Linked DNA regions of Mus musculus: all the other regions are linked to region 4. Evidence: chromatin contacts called from public HiChIP or PLAC-seq and promoter capture Hi-C data. All regions are on one chromosome and are shown on one strand. Each heading gives the region's core, a stretch centred on a gene start, on an enhancer-like site or on the middle of the called end of the contact. The rest is flanking DNA. Distances are from core to core; before and after follow the strand shown. Region 1 holds the start of Eral1 (Era (G-protein)-like 1 (E. coli)). Region 2 holds the start of Zfp207 (zinc finger protein 207). Region 3 holds the start of Traf4 (TNF receptor associated factor 4). Region 4 holds the start of Nf1 (neurofibromin 1). Region 5 holds the start of Spag5 (sperm associated antigen 5).

Region 1 (2,708 bases), core at 109-2,608, 1.3 Mb before region 4:
GTTATCCTGGTCTAGAGTGAAACTCTGTCTCAATGTCACCCTGAAAGAAGCATGGACTACAGTCTGGTAGGAGACTAGGCACTGTTACTTGCAATGCAGTATCATAAGGAGAGATTGAAACATTTTGCAGTACCTTCATAGCAGCATAGGGTACCACAGTCAGAGCTGAAATTTTTCTCCAGATCTTCCACCTCCACCTCCTCAGTGTAGGGACTACAGGCATGCACCATAAGGCCTGACTTAATTTAGGATTAAACCAAGTAGATAGGGCTCAAGATCCACGTATTGGGTCTATACTGCTTGATGAGGACTTGAGGACCTGGTAATGGCTTGGCAGAAGCCAACCCATTCTTAACTTTGAGAATAGTTTGGCATTTGAGCTTACTTGATCATTAGGTTACCTAAACTCTCTAAGTCTCTTGTTTTTTTTTTTTTTCATATGTAATATGGAATCACATTAACTATTTATGAATAACTTCTTTTTCAAAATGACAACTGTATGGGAGAAAAAAAAAACACAGGCTGGGCATTGAGGACTGAGGGAGACAACTTTGCCTTGACTAATGACTGACTGTAACCAACAGAGGGTCTAGGTTCTTCACATTCCTAAAACTCTTTATGTTGCTATATTTATTTATTTGTGTGTCAGTGGGAGCTTATGGTAGTTAGGGCAAAACTGTCTGGGTCTCAGTTTCCACCATATGAGTTCCAAGGACTGAACTCAGGTTGTCAAGCAACAAGAGCCTTCGTCTGTTTCACAGACCCTCACTTTCAAACTCTTTGACAGCCTTCTCCACTCGCCTCTCCTTGGGCTCAGGTTTATTTTTTATTAAATGAGAAGTTAAACTGCTATTTCTAGAGGCAGAGGGATTTTACTTACGATACATGATTTCCACTGCTAAAACCATCAGAGGCCGGTCATGGCCAACACCTGTAATCCCAACACTTAAGAGGCTGCAGCGGGAAGATCCGAATTCCAAGCTGGTTTGGGCTACACATCAAAACATGTCATAGAACCAAACACCTGTAACTAACATAGCTGGACCCTTTACCTCTGTGCACCGACACCGCGGGGACGCTCGGAACCAACGAACTGTCAGGCTGAGAAAATCCAAGGATACGGTCCAAGGCGGAGTCCTGACCATAACGACTAGAGGCCGAGGCCAGGAGGGGACCAGAGAAAGTGGAGCCCACGACACAGGACACGCACCTCGCCTGGTTACCTAGAAGACAGCCGGGCGGAGCAAGCCATTCCCTCCCTGCATGCGAACCCACCTGTCGGGCCCCTAACAAGGCCCGAACGAGCCCAGCGCAGTACCGCCTGGGGGCAGCCATTTTGCCGCAATGCACCCTGGTACCGATCAGAAGCGCGACGCGATTGGACCGAGAAGCCCACGGACCAACGAGTGGAAGAAAGCTAGATCGGCCCAAACAGAATCTCCATTCTACAACAAGGGATACCCTAGGAGGCGGAGGGAAAGACGGTATCCAAAGGCTAAGGAAAGGCAAAATTGTGCTGTGTTTCCTGCCTGAGTATAACAGTCGTCTTGGACTCCCAAACACATCATTTCTCCTCCTGCCAAAGTTGTGTAAAGAGCTTTTAAACCATGTCTTCCTAATGACATTCCTCGGGACACCATACCGCAGAAGCTCCTCTTAGCGGCTTAAGAGGAGAAACTCTCTTATTGCTAGGAGTGGGCGTGGGCATGGGAACGGGCTCTAAGCTTCATTTCACTAGATTTTTTTCTTTTTCTTTTTTAAGTGCTTTCTAGCCTCAACCCTGCAGGATCCTTTCTTATTTCCTCTTTTGCTGTGTTTTAGCTGGGCGTGGCAGTCTTAGGGTTACTATAGCTGTGATGAAACACCATAACCAAAAGCTACTTGGGGAAGAATGGGTTTTATTTGGCTTATATGTCTAGACTCACAATCCACTGAGGGGAGACAAGGAAGGAGCTCAAACCAAGCAGAAACCTGGAGACAGGAGTAGATGCAGAGACCGTGGAGGGGGATGCTGCTTACTGGCTTACTCCTCATGGTTTGTTCAGCCTGCTTTCTTATAGCATTTAGGAACACCAGCCCAGGTGTGGCACCACTCACAATGCCTCCCATATCAACAGTTAATTAAGAAAATGCCTACAGCCCAATCTTATGGAGGCAATTTCTCAATCGAGGTTCCGTCCTCTGAGATGACACCAGCTTGTGTCAAGTTATCATAAAACTAGTCAGCACAGGTTGCTTTGTGAAGTCTGCACCTTTTTGGTGTCTAGACCTCAGTTAAAGGGTGGTTCTGTGGTAAACATTCCTGTTGAGTAGCAGACTGTATTTACCTCTCTAAATATCAACTCCTATCTATTCTCTGAGATTAAAGCTTTTTTTTTTTTTCGAGATTAAATCTCGAGGCTCTGAGATTAAATCTTACTGAAGGAAAATGAGCAGAAGAAAAAAAAAAGCAGGTAGCTGTATGTGATGGAGCGTTCCTGTAACCCCAACATTTAGGAGGTGGAGGCCAAAGGATGAGGATATTGAGGGCCAGCCTGGGATGAATACTTGTCTTAAAAAACGGGTAAGGGGGGCTGGTGAGATGGCTCAGTGGGTAAGAGCACCCGACTGCTCTTCCGAAGGTCCAGAGTTCAAATCCCAGCAACCACATGGTGGCTCACAACCATCCGTAACGAGATCTGGTACCCTCTTCTGGAGTGTCTGAAGAC
Region 2 (3,004 bases), core at 320-2,819, 1.0 Mb after region 4:
TGAAAACAGGGTAGTGTCCTAGCAACCGTATGAACTCAGAAACATCAGATTCTCATAGATCTGTGCAAACACAGTATAGGTTGTCCCGAAGACAGAATTCAGACAGAATTGAAAGGCAACCTAAGACTTTGGGCGGCAGTATTAGAAAATTGTAAAAGTTAAAAAAAGGAGTAATTAAGCCAGGCAGTGGTGGTCCATGACTTTAATCCTAGCACTTGGGAGGCAGAGGCAGGCGGATTTCTGCTTTTGAGGCTAGCCTGGTCTACAGAGTGAGTTTCAGTGCTCTTAACAGCTGAGCCATCTCTCCAGGCCCCTCAATCTTACTTTTAAATGAAGTTTCATGTATCCCAGGCATTATTTAATTCACTATGTAACTGAGGTTAGACCTTTAACTCCAGCCTCAGCCTCCTGGAATTCCCTGATTGCAGGCATGTTCCACCAACATTTTTTGTTTGCGAACCTTTCTGTGGTTTCAAGAGACTTCAGCATATACAATATCCAATTCTCTTACACTCTTCCTTGCCACATTTTCCAGGATTATCTTTTGCCAGCAACACTTTTCCTGTCTTGTTACTTTTAAGTTCAAATCCTCAAACACTGCATTTTATCAGTAATTAAAACTTCGATACAAGGTTTCTCTACATAACCCTGAATGTTCTATGTAGGCAGGAACCTGGCTATACATTCAGATCCACCAGCCTCAGCCTTTTGAGTGCTGGGATTAAAGGCATGCACCATCCATGCTTGGCTCACTGCATTTTAAAAAAAAAATTTTTTTTTTTTTATTCAAAGACAAGATCAGGCTTTGTTCTCCAGGCTAGCCTCTAAGTCTTAGCCTCATAGCATTTTCTGTCTTGGCCTTCTGAGTGCTGGGACAACAGACACAAGACCCAGGTAATAAGATAACTTAAGCTTTCTCCCACTGCATCTTCTTTCATCTTTCTAAACATTCCTATGTTCTCCGAAGCCGCTTAAGGATTGCCTTTTTGCGATTCTGAAGCACTTCACATTTCCCTTATCGCTACTGCTGATCTCACCCATACTGCTTCCTAGACTGTGGTTCACTGAAAAAAAAAACGGTAACTCTTCCTTGACCATATACGCCCCACTCCCGAAAGGCAACTGAAACAAGATTTAAAAATTGACCAGGTCGCAATCCGGGCGTGTGCCTTTAATCCCAAACAGTCGCTGGCAGGCAGAAGCAGGCGCATCTTTGAGTTTGAGGCCAGCTTGGTCATTTCCTCTATCAGCAGGGCTATGAAGAGACCCATCTCAAAAAATAAAAGCAAAACACACAACAGCAAAAAACAAAACAAAACAAAACCCAAATTGACCATGTCCCAATTATCTTTATTTATTTGTAATCTATCCTTAATTATACTCCTAATCTTTTCCTCCCTTCAATTTGCATACGGGATAGCCGACGTACTGGATGACCCAAGCTCTAAAGGATCAGCGTCCTCAGCCCGGGAGCGCCACCACCACTTAACCCCATTAAGATGGCGGCAGCGCCCGCTCAGCCACTCAGGGCCGAAGCCTGCGTCACGTGACCCGCACAGCTCTCACCGCGGTGGCTGATGGGAGGTGGAGATAGAACGAGGGTGTCGGCCATTTTGTGTCTGTTTCCTGCGGGACGCGCTGGTGGCGGTTGGTGTGGAGAACTCTGCGAGTCTCTTGGGTTTTTTGTTTTTTGTTTTTTCCAGCTTCTTTCCGCCTCTATTCTGCCTGTTCTGTAGGGCGCAGTTATGGGTCGCAAGAAGAAGAAGCAGCTCAAGCCGTGGTGCTGGTATCCTTTGTGGGGTTGACGTGGAGGCCGAGCGTGGGTGTCGCTTCTTGAGAACACAAGTCTGATAGGTTTGGGTTAAGCCTGTTTGGTAGGGCCCGGCCGGGCCCAGCCGAGCCTTTGTGCTGTGGCTGGGTTAGGATTTGGGGTGGTTTCTTGTAAAATGGGGTTCTTCGGGCGAGAGGGCTCCGGAGTTTGGTGGCGCTGAACTCGGTGACTCAGGCGCTTGTTTGTCGCGATCATTGGGCCTGGAGACGTTCCCCAAGTGCAGTCGTCCCTAAGAACTCCTGTCTCCGTTGTTTCGTTGAAGACCCCACAAAGGGACTTGAGTTTGGGGTAAATGTCCTGACTCCCTGGATAATTGAACTGTGACTAGCCCCCCCCCCCTCGCGGTGAAGAATCGGCTTCCGCCTCTCTTTCGGGCGCCTTAATCTTGGGGAAGCGGTTGCTTAACTGGGTGGAGTTTCTATTATCGTTACCCAATTTTGTAGGACTGGTTAAACTGTTAAGAAGGAAAACAATTTTCTCTCTTTTTTTTTTTTTTTTTTTTTTGTGGATAACGTATTACGCTAAACTGATTTTTTTTAATCTATTACAAGAAAACTATTTGTCTCAAGACAAATTTGTTTTTAAAATAGTTAAGTAGCTAAAAATCCGTCACGAATTATTTAATGCACTCACAGAAAAAGTCTTGCGAGGTCAGAACTCTTAGTATATGCGAATTTACATTTCCTGAATGCATAGATTAATAATGAAACTGGAAGAAATTTTATGGATTCTTAGTTGAATGTGCCCTTTGTCATGAGTTGTATAATGGATTATGAATTCCCAGTTTCAACTCTATTGTATATTTAATGAATTGTGAAATTGCCTCCCCCCCCCCTCTGTCTTTTTATTTGGGATTGGGGGTCTGGTTGTCTGGAAATTGCTCTGTCCACCAGGCTGGCCTCCGCCTGTCTCTGCTTCCCCAGTGCTGGGATTGAAGGCATGGATCACCACTGCCCAGTTTGAAGTTGCCTTTTCTTTTGAAAAGAAATATTTTGAGTTAGTCTTGCTGTCTGACCTGGCACTCAGAATAAATATCTGCCTTTGCATGTGGAGTGTTGAAATCAAAGGCATGGGGTATGCCAGGCTAAAAGATTTTTATTTGGGCTTATGATCTTAGACTGCATACCAAGTTTATCTAGTTCAGATGTAGTCATTCCTGCCACAGATTGCCTG
Region 3 (2,786 bases), core at 98-2,597, 1.2 Mb before region 4:
TGTGTACATTTCAGGGAGGAGGGCCAGAGGGAGGAGGGAGAAAAGAAGGGAGGAGGGGGGACCACAGCAGCTTGAGCAGGAGCATATGTGAGAGCAGGAGCCCGCGGCTGCTAGGAACAAAAAACAAAGGGCCTGCTGAGATTTCCGCCAGCCAGGGGCTTCGGAAGACAGTGGGGACGAAGCACTGAGGCACAAGTCCCACATTGCTTTCCCTGCCAGTTCCCCTCGCGGGACCGCGGCAGACTCAGCCTGCCTTGTGCTCTAGAGCACGACCTCCACGGGCGTTGGGGCTCCCCGATCTCCCCTCCAACATGCAGCCTTCAGTGCCAGGAGCCTCAAGACCGCCCAGGGGTGCCCAGAAATGTGAGCGATGCCTGAGGCCGCAAGGCAGGACCTGGATCCTCAGTGGGCACAGGGCATTCAGTACCAACCCGGGTGGCCGATGTACCAACCATCCATTGTACTCAAGACCCCAAGGGAGGGTTCCCCACTTAAGAGGCGGGGAGGGCTGCAGGTCACAGTCCAACCTCTACTGCTTGGCCACACGCAGCCCGGGCTGGATTCCCAGCTAAAGACTTGAATCGTGTGACCCTGGGCAAATCGCAGCCCTTATTTTTTTGAATCTCTGAAATGGGAGAACAATAGCGGCCGCTCTCTCAACGTCAGAGAGGAAAAGAAGAGGTTGGACAGGTGAAAACTCCAGCGGCTTGAGTGCCGCGCGGGAGAGAGAGGCTTTGTCCTTCCCTTCCCTAAAGGATTCAAAGTTCAAGACTGTGGCCGCTCGGGCTCTCAGGTAGGGGGGAAGGGCCGGCTACGGGTCAGGAAGGGCGGCTTTCCCTCCGCCAGAGCGTGGGGAGGCAGTTTTTCCTACCTGGAGCTGGGCAGGTAGGACCCGAGACCCTACGCTTGGGTGCGTAAGGTCCTCCCCAGGGCCCTGACGTCACTGCCGCCCCTTGACATCATGGTGGGCGCTCCTGAGGTCACCGGGCGGCCTCGCAGACAAAGGCGCGACGTGTCTCCGGCCCGAGCCCGTCCCCCGTGCACCGCCCTCATCCCCCTGCACTGCCGGCGGAGGCCCACCGCCCCGGGTCGCACCTGAGAAACTCCTGCAGGCAGGTGTCGCAGAAGCGGTGGCCACAAGTAGACACCTGCACAGGCTCGCGCATGGGCTTCCCGCACAGTGGGCACAGCAGCCGCCGCTTGGGCTTCTCCAGGAACTTGTAGTCGAAGCCGGGCATGGCGGGCTGGCAGCGGGCACGGGCGAGCGGGGCCGGGCACGCGGCGGCCCCACAGCCCGCGCCTCGCTCGGGCCGCGTTTCCCGGCTGCGGGCGGCGCCGACTGGCGGCCGAGACCGGCCCGGGTCCGCAACCCCGCCCGCCGGAAGAGGGGGCGGAGCCGCGTCCCCATGGTCCTAGAGCCCGCCCTCGTGCCCCGCCCACTCCACAACCCCTCACTCCGAATGCTGTCGCACTCCGAACTCTGCCCTGGCTTTGAAAGTTAAATTAGGCTTCTCTTTCCCGCTGGAACTCCGAGTGTGGCCGAGAGTCTTCCAGAAGCGGGTCCCCTTGCGTTACGATGGTGCCTATCAGGTCGCACCACAAAGACTTGACACTTTAGAGGCCACCTTAAGGTCTCCTGCGCCACGCGCCGCTCAGGGACCCGGGGCCCTAGCTTCTAGGTGCTAGGCAGCGAAGCCTGGCAACAGGATCCCAGTAAACCAGGCTAGAGCAAGGAAACTGGGCTGGGCGCTGGGCCAGCGGAACCTCGGCCCCAGCCCTCAGGCCTCTGGCTGCGCCCACATTCCTCCTGGCCGCTGCCCTGCAACCACAGTCGGGCCCAACCCAGTCTTGGGGTGTCTAGCGGCCACTTCCACCCACCCAGTAAGAGATCATAAGCCAAGCAGGCATTTGATATTTTTATTAGTGATACTTTGAAACCTTTGAGAAATTGGTCGGGTTACCTTTCTCCCCAGTCTAGGTCTGGTGAATAGCCTGGGGAAAGGGCAACCTTTCAGCAGTATCTCCTCAGCAAACAAAAAAATAGCTCCAGCACCCCCTCCCTAAGAGGTGTGTGTGGGGAGGGGTGCCTTCGCAGGGGTTGTGCAAACCCTTGCCTCAGGGTAAGATAGAAAAGGGGGCTCCCTCCAACCTATCAGCTGCAAGCTATGCAGAGATTAGGCTAGCCTAATGACCAGTCCAAACAAGCCCTGGCTTGCCCTATTCCAAAGCATGGCATGAGTCTCCAAGAGGACACCGTCAGGGACTTACTTTCTAACTGGGCTGAGGGTGGTTGGAGAAAGGTGCGTTTTTTTTTTTTAGCAAAGGTTTTGAAGGCCGTCCTTCTGTTGACCCCTGCCAGACTGGAGCCTTGCAGATATTTACTAAGATAAAGAGCTTTGGAGACAGGGACTTGGGGGAACAGAGTAGACTTCACTGGCCTTTCTACCCCATTGACGACACAATCCAGGACGCTGACAACAGTCATTCCTCGGGCACCTGCATTTTTCAGAATACTCAAAGGTGGTCTCTTGGATCATCCTGTCGCCTCAGGGGGGAACTGGTTCATCTGTGACTGCTGAAGAGTATCAAAGAGAAGCTACTACTGCCTTTCTGGAGGCAACGCCTACAGCAAGCATCAGCCCTCTTTGATTTCATTGGGCCCTGGAGCCAGAACCCTCCTGCCAGGCCAGAAAGGGAAGTTTTCCTATCAACTGGCTCCAGGAAGTATTAGGAGCAAGAATTCACACAAGGTGTGGAGAGCCATAGAAGCAGCCTTTTCTCCCTGA
Region 4 (2,705 bases), core at 136-2,635:
CATCCTGCTTCTAAACACATTTTAACACTGACTTAATTCAAGTGCATTGAAGAAAACTCATTTCAAAGTCCAGTGTCAGAGCGCCTTTCCCTCCCCATCCGATGAGTAGAGAGCTTCACCCTGTAGCTCTGCTTGGCCTGGAAATCCCCAAGTAGAACAGGCTAGCCCCGAGCAAACTATCTTTTGGGTTTATCCTCTTTTGTAAGTGTGCACAGCCAATTCCACACAAGTCCTTCAAACTCTGGTTCTGGGCATTGGGAAGGCCCTTGTTTCTGGAGAGCCATCCTTCTCGATTTGTTCTTAGAGTCAAACCATTTTGGTACTTATCAGCCCTTGGGCATGTATCCTGGAACCTCCAGTGCTCTGTTCATCAGATAGGTCAGGCTACTGAGTCCTACTGGAAAGGTTTGTTCGAAAGGCTGAAATGCATAAATGTTAGGCCTTTTAAAGGTCTTTACAGTATGGTGAACTAGTCTTCAATCTGAATTATCATCCGTGCAAAAAGTTTTATTAACTTGGTTGTCCGTCAGTTTAGTTGAGGAATTTCGGATTGGGGAATTCTAGTCTCCAACTTGGATCACCACTGGGCCTTGCTTTGGAATTTAAGCGACATTAAAAAGAAAAAAATCACGGAATCTCTCTTGGCCTTCTTTTTACCCGTTTTCAGCAGCCTTCAGAAGCCCCATCGACTGCGTGGCGGTGTGTGCCTTACATTTTTAAGTGAAGAAAGCGGAGAGAGACTGACTCCAGCCTCCGGGACAGATCAGCGACAGAGATCAGCGGTCGGAGAGAAAGCCTAGCCTCAGGACACCCTAACTTCTAACCCCGGGAGCGATCCAAGCCCGGAGGCCAGCGGGGGAAGGGCTGTTCGAGGCGGCGGTGGCAATGACAGCCTACGCACCGGAGTCGGCTCAGATTCTCTGGCCAGAGCCCCGCGCCAGTTTAGGTGGGGAGACCCGCGGCAGCGAGGGACGCGCGCCTCCGGGCCCGGAGGAGTTAGGTGACGTCACCTCCAGGAGGACTCGCTTTTTCATTAATGAAACCGGCCGGCCGCGGGCGCATGCGCAGCAGGCCCCTTCCCTCTCGCTTCCCCCTCCCCTTTCCCAGCCGCGCTCTCAATCTCAAGCTCGCTCGCTCTCCCTCTCCCCGAGCCGTGGAAAGGATCCCACTTCCGGTGGGGTGTCATGGCGGCGTCTCGGACTGTGATGGCTGAGGGGAGACGGCGCTAGTGGGGAGAGCCACCCACAGGCGCCCTCCCCTCCCCGGGCTCCCCTCCCCACCCCTCCCCCAGTCTCCTCGCCAACGCCCCCTTCCCCTGTCCCCCTCCCGGCGGGCCGCGCGGGCCCCCGTCCCCACCCCCGTGGGAACGCTAGCTGCCCGCACTCCTCAGCCGCTCGGCTCGCCGCTGCCCTCACCTCCGCGCCGGCCGCCCGCCCGCCCTCAGGCGGGCCCCGGACGCCGGCCCTCCACCGCCCCCGGGTCGCCGGGAGGACATGGCCGCACACAGGCCGGTGGAATGGGTCCAGGCCGTGGTCAGCCGCTTCGACGAGCAGGTAACGGGCCGCGGCGGGCAGGAGGTGGGAGCGGGTGGGGGTGGGGACGCGGTGGGTGAGGGGAGGAAGGAGCGGCTGCCTCTCGGGCTGCCGGGGGCTCCGCAGACCGAGGAAGGGCTGGGGTGGGGGGGCGACGCTAGGGGACTGCCCGGGGATTCGGCTGTGAGCCGGGGCTCTCCTTCCCTCCTAAACCGGGGGGGTGGGGCCTTGCCCGTGACCAGCCCTCCATCCCCTTTATCCCAGCCCTTCCGCTTGCTCTTGGTGCGGGGATGAGTGACCTGGGGGCGCTTTCAGGGCCACTCCATCTGGATTTAATGGTTCTCTCTTAACTCTCCCCTTTTAGAAGGAGGTAGATAGGGGTTCCCTCTTCCCTTAACCCCCTCCCCCCCATCCTCGTAACTGGGGATAACCGAAGGAACCCCCAGTCTGTGTATGCATCCCCAGTAGGAGCAAGATAATATCCTGCCCCACCCCCATTTTCTGTAGCTGCCCCTTGGGGGCAGGAGTAGGGAAAGCACAGGTTTTCTTACTTTTCTGCTCGGGGCGTCAGCTTGCCTGGATGATGTTCACACCAGCATCCTTGATAGCCGGATGACACAAGGTTGCCTTTTGCGTTTGCAGGGGAAACCGTAGTTCTGAAATGACTCCCCTCCCCCTTCCTTGCTTGATGATCACACCCCCCTCTCCAGTCCCTGCTTGCCAGCAGCCCCAGAATGAATCTTGGCTTTCCTAAGTGAGACTCCAAGAGTAAGGGGAGAAGGGTGAAAGCAAAGGGAAAATCTAGCTACAGACTAGACAGCAGAGACAGACAGCTAGGATGTGGTCCTAGGGCCAATAATTGTGACCATGGTTTGTTGTTGTTTGACTTGTTTTTGACTCTTTGAACCCTCATTGAGACTACTTGGGATGGAGGGAAAAGTTTTGTAGTTTAGGAAGGTTGCTTTTTATTCGCTGAGTTTTCCACACATAAAATTCTAAGGCTGATGAGTAGACAACCCACACATAGCCTTTTGTCCATGAGAACTAGTTTAATTTGATGCTATCTACAGATAGCTGGGGCTGGTTTAAAGGATGGTTGCTTTTTGTTGCAGTTCTGCCAGGGGGTGTCCTCTAATGAGAGAATTGTTTAGAATTGAACCAATCTCTTTTGTT
Region 5 (2,896 bases), core at 235-2,734, 1.0 Mb before region 4:
TTTTAATCCTAGTACCCAGGAGGTAGAGGGCCAGTGGGTCTCTTTATGAGTTCAAGGCCAGCTTGATCTGATTTCCAGGGTAGCAACAAGTACACAGAGAGACCCTGTCACAAAGAAGAAATGAAACACAAGTTAGTATAACTTATATGTCTGTACATGTTCATGTACCTGTCTACCTGCTTGCTCACATGTGTAGGGCTTTGTGGAACCAGAGGTCAACATTACATATTTTTTTCAATCACTCTAGACTTTATCTTTCAAGACATTTTCTGTTATTGAACCCAGAACTCACTGATTCATTAGACTAACTGAGCAGCAAACCCCAGGGGATCCTCTCATTTCTGCCTCAGCCCCCATGTTGTTAGGAGAACAGGCAAAAACTGCTGCACCCAGCCCTTTTTTTTTTTAACAGGATCTATGTAGCCCTGGCTGTCTTGGTACACACTGTGTAAACCATCCTGGCCTCGAACTCACAGAGATCCACCTGCTTCTGCCTCTTCAGTGTTGAGATTAAAAGTGTGCACCACCATGCCCGGCTTTTTATTGGGTATTGGAGATCCAAATTCAGGCCCTCAAGCTTTCCTGACAAGCTCTAAGATGGAGTCATTGCCCCATTCTTCCCCTTACATAATTTTAAAATTGTCACCCATGTTCAAAAGGTTTAAAACAAGAAATTTTAATATATTTTATTTAACCTAGCATATCTAAAAATATTTCAGTATGCAATTAACATTAAAAAAATAGTTTTTCCATACAAGGTCTGAAATGCAATGTGCATTTCACACCTGTATTATATTCCCATTTGAAGAATTCAGAGCTACATGCAGCCCGCAGAAAGTTACTGACCAGTACAGTTCCTGATGGGCGCGCATACCCTGACAGAACCCTACAGTTTCTAACATTAAAGCTCTTCTTTGGTTCTCTTCTTTTTCTTCATACATTAACACTTCTAAATTGGCCTGTGATTTCATCATTCAAGAGGCTGAGGGCCAGGCAGTGGTGGTGTGGGACACGCTGTTTGTGTGTGTGAGAGTGTGTATGTGTGTGAGAGAGTTAGTTATTAATATAGCAAGCACTTGAAACAGATCACCATAAATGCACAGTAAAGTAAATATCAACTATTATTCTAGTGATCTTGTTACAGTAGGCTCCGAGGTTAGACACAAGAAAGGCCCAGAAATTCTGAAGAGGCGGTTACCTGAAGGCCGAAATTGGGCACTTAGGAACTCCCTCTGGCCGTTATGAAACTGGCACCTATGCCTGGACAGCCCAACCCTGGGGGAAGTGCGGCTCACTCGGTAACCGGGGGAACGGAGCCACTGAAACAGGACTCCACGACTCTCCAGCAGCCCACAGACACACCAGCCTGCCAGATGGGTGCTTCAGTGGAGGCGTTAGGCTGAGCGGCTCGTGGGGGCGTGACGCGCGCAGGTCCCGCCCACCATACGTACCGCGGCCCCGCAGCCAATCCCGAAGTGCGTATTGGGTTCAAATAGAGGCGGCGGGTGAAAGTGGCCATTTCGACTTGGTCTGGTTAAGTGATCGAGTTGAAAATGTGGAGGGTGAAAACACTGAATCTCGGTTTGTCGCCTTCGCCCCAAAAGGTGAGGAGAGAACTCCGGCAGACAGGGCGCTACCTGGGCGGGGCCGGGCGGGGCCGAGGCCGGTGAAGTCCGGCTCCGGACGAAGTGGGGCAGCGGGAGGCATTGTCCGCCCCGGCCTAGCGGTTGTGGGAAAACACTCCGGGAGGCCGAGACCAGCTTTCCTCACACTCGCTTTCTCTCTCAGGGGAAGCCAGCTATGAGTACTCCTCTCCGAGAGCTTAAACTACAGCCCGAGGCCCTCGCCGATTCAGGGAAAGGTCCCTCTATGATCTCCGCGCTGACCCCATACCTGTGCAGGCTGGAGCTGAAGGTGAGATTTTTAGCTTCACAACTGGGCTGTTTGCCCAGGCTCAGATGCTCAGAGGAACAGAGGGCCAAAGCTGGAACGTAATTAATAACGATAATGAAGTCTTCCACTTCCGTGACATCCATTTACAGCTATTCAGGCCAACAGAGAGGTGCCCTGGGGTGGTTAAAACGAATCCACTGAGAACCCACACCTCTATTTAGCTGGGTTCGATTTTTTTTTTTCTTTACCTCTTTTCTTGTTTTTGACCTATACCAAATTCCCGAGAAATACTGGCACATTTATGGAGAGATCTGTCTCCAAGAGTTGAAACCATATCCATCTATCCTATGGGGTAGTTAGAATTTTCCTGTATCCAATACTTTAAACTATTACCTTGCAGAATTGCCTATATTGAGCTGTACCTTTTAGTTAGAAGGTTTTCTATTGTTACTGTTACTATTATTGTTGTTTTGGGTTTTGTTTGTTTGTTTTTGTTTTTGTTTTTTGAGACAGAGTTTCTTTGTGTAGACCTGGCTGTCCTGAAACACTTTCTGTAGACCAGGCTGGCCTGAAACTCAGAGATCTGCCTACCTCTGCCTCTCCAGTTCGGAGATCAAGGGTGCCAGCCACCACTACCACCACTCAGCTTCTTTTCTACTTTTAGATTTTTTTTTTAATGTTTTAGATTTTTTTTTAATTACTTGTCAAATGACTTAAGAGAAATAGTACAAACTGCTTTTGTAAAACTTGTCAAGAGAGGAGTTTGACCCACTGGGTTCTTTAAAGACATTTTGTAGAACTTACTTGGGAAATTGTCCTGAAGAAATTGCTATCATTTCCTCTTCCTATAGGGAGAACCAGGAAGCCTACCATTCTTTCAAAATATGAAAGTTTGCTTTTTTTTTTCTTTGACCATGATTTTGTTATTTTATGGTGCTGGGTATTAAACCTAGGTCTTTGTGCTTGCTAGATGGATACTACACTACTACTAAACTATACCCGC

What was found. Promoter capture Hi-C pulls out the DNA fragments that hold promoters and counts their contacts. HiChIP or PLAC-seq counts read pairs in DNA pulled down with a chosen protein or histone mark.
Region 1: a promoter capture Hi-C map of pre-B cells shows a contact between it and region 4, with 3 times the contacts expected there. The contact joins the promoter of Eral1 here to the promoter of Nf1 in region 4. A contact is called at or near these places in 3 of 39 promoter capture datasets (hippocampal neurons, liver and pre-B cells).
Region 2: a contact with region 4 is called in a promoter capture Hi-C map of liver, with 2.8 times the contacts expected there. The contact joins the promoter of Zfp207 here to the promoter of Nf1 in region 4. A contact is called at or near these places in 3 of 39 promoter capture datasets (hippocampal neurons and liver) and 1 of 115 datasets of contacts at active chromatin or transcription factors (microglia).
Region 3: a contact with region 4 is called in a FOXA1 HiChIP or PLAC-seq map of pancreatic cancer cells. The contact joins the promoter of Traf4 here to the promoter of Nf1 in region 4. A contact is called at or near these places in 1 of 39 promoter capture datasets (pre-B cells) and 1 of 115 datasets of contacts at active chromatin or transcription factors (pancreatic cancer cells).
Region 5: a promoter capture Hi-C map of liver shows a contact between it and region 4, with 2.5 times the contacts expected there. The contact joins the promoter of Spag5 here to the promoter of Nf1 in region 4. A contact is called at or near these places in 4 of 39 promoter capture datasets (3T3-L1-derived adipocytes, hippocampal neurons and liver).

The regions. Positions count from the first base shown.
Region 1 is chr11:78,079,025-78,081,732 of GRCm38.p6, forward strand. Eral1 (Era (G-protein)-like 1 (E. coli)) reads right to left here and starts at 1,359. Exons shown (of 10, transcript NM_022313.2): 1 at 1,053-1,359. The coding sequence starts at 1,335.
Region 2 is chr11:80,381,710-80,384,713 of GRCm38.p6, forward strand. Zfp207 (zinc finger protein 207) reads left to right here and starts at 1,570. Exons shown (of 12, transcript NM_001130169.1): 1 at 1,570-1,786. The coding sequence starts at 1,746.
Region 3 is chr11:78,164,203-78,166,988 of GRCm38.p6, forward strand. It overlaps Traf4 (TNF receptor associated factor 4), which reads right to left and starts at 1,348. Exons shown (of 7, transcript NM_009423.4): 1 at 1,096-1,348. The coding sequence starts at 1,238. It overlaps Nek8 (NIMA (never in mitosis gene a)-related expressed kinase 8), which reads right to left. Exons shown (of 15, transcript NM_080849.3): 15 at 1,904-2,575. The coding sequence ends at 2,547.
Region 4 is chr11:79,338,507-79,341,211 of GRCm38.p6, forward strand. Nf1 (neurofibromin 1) reads left to right here and starts at 1,386. Exons shown (of 58, transcript NM_010897.2): 1 at 1,386-1,553. The coding sequence starts at 1,494.
Region 5 is chr11:78,300,107-78,303,002 of GRCm38.p6, forward strand. Spag5 (sperm associated antigen 5) reads left to right here and starts at 1,485. Exons shown (of 24, transcript NM_017407.3): 1 at 1,485-1,604; 2 at 1,789-1,914. The coding sequence starts at 1,554. It overlaps Gm3948 (predicted gene 3948), which reads right to left and starts at 1,405. Exons shown (of 4, transcript NR_166889.1): 1 at 1,199-1,405; 2 at 16-104.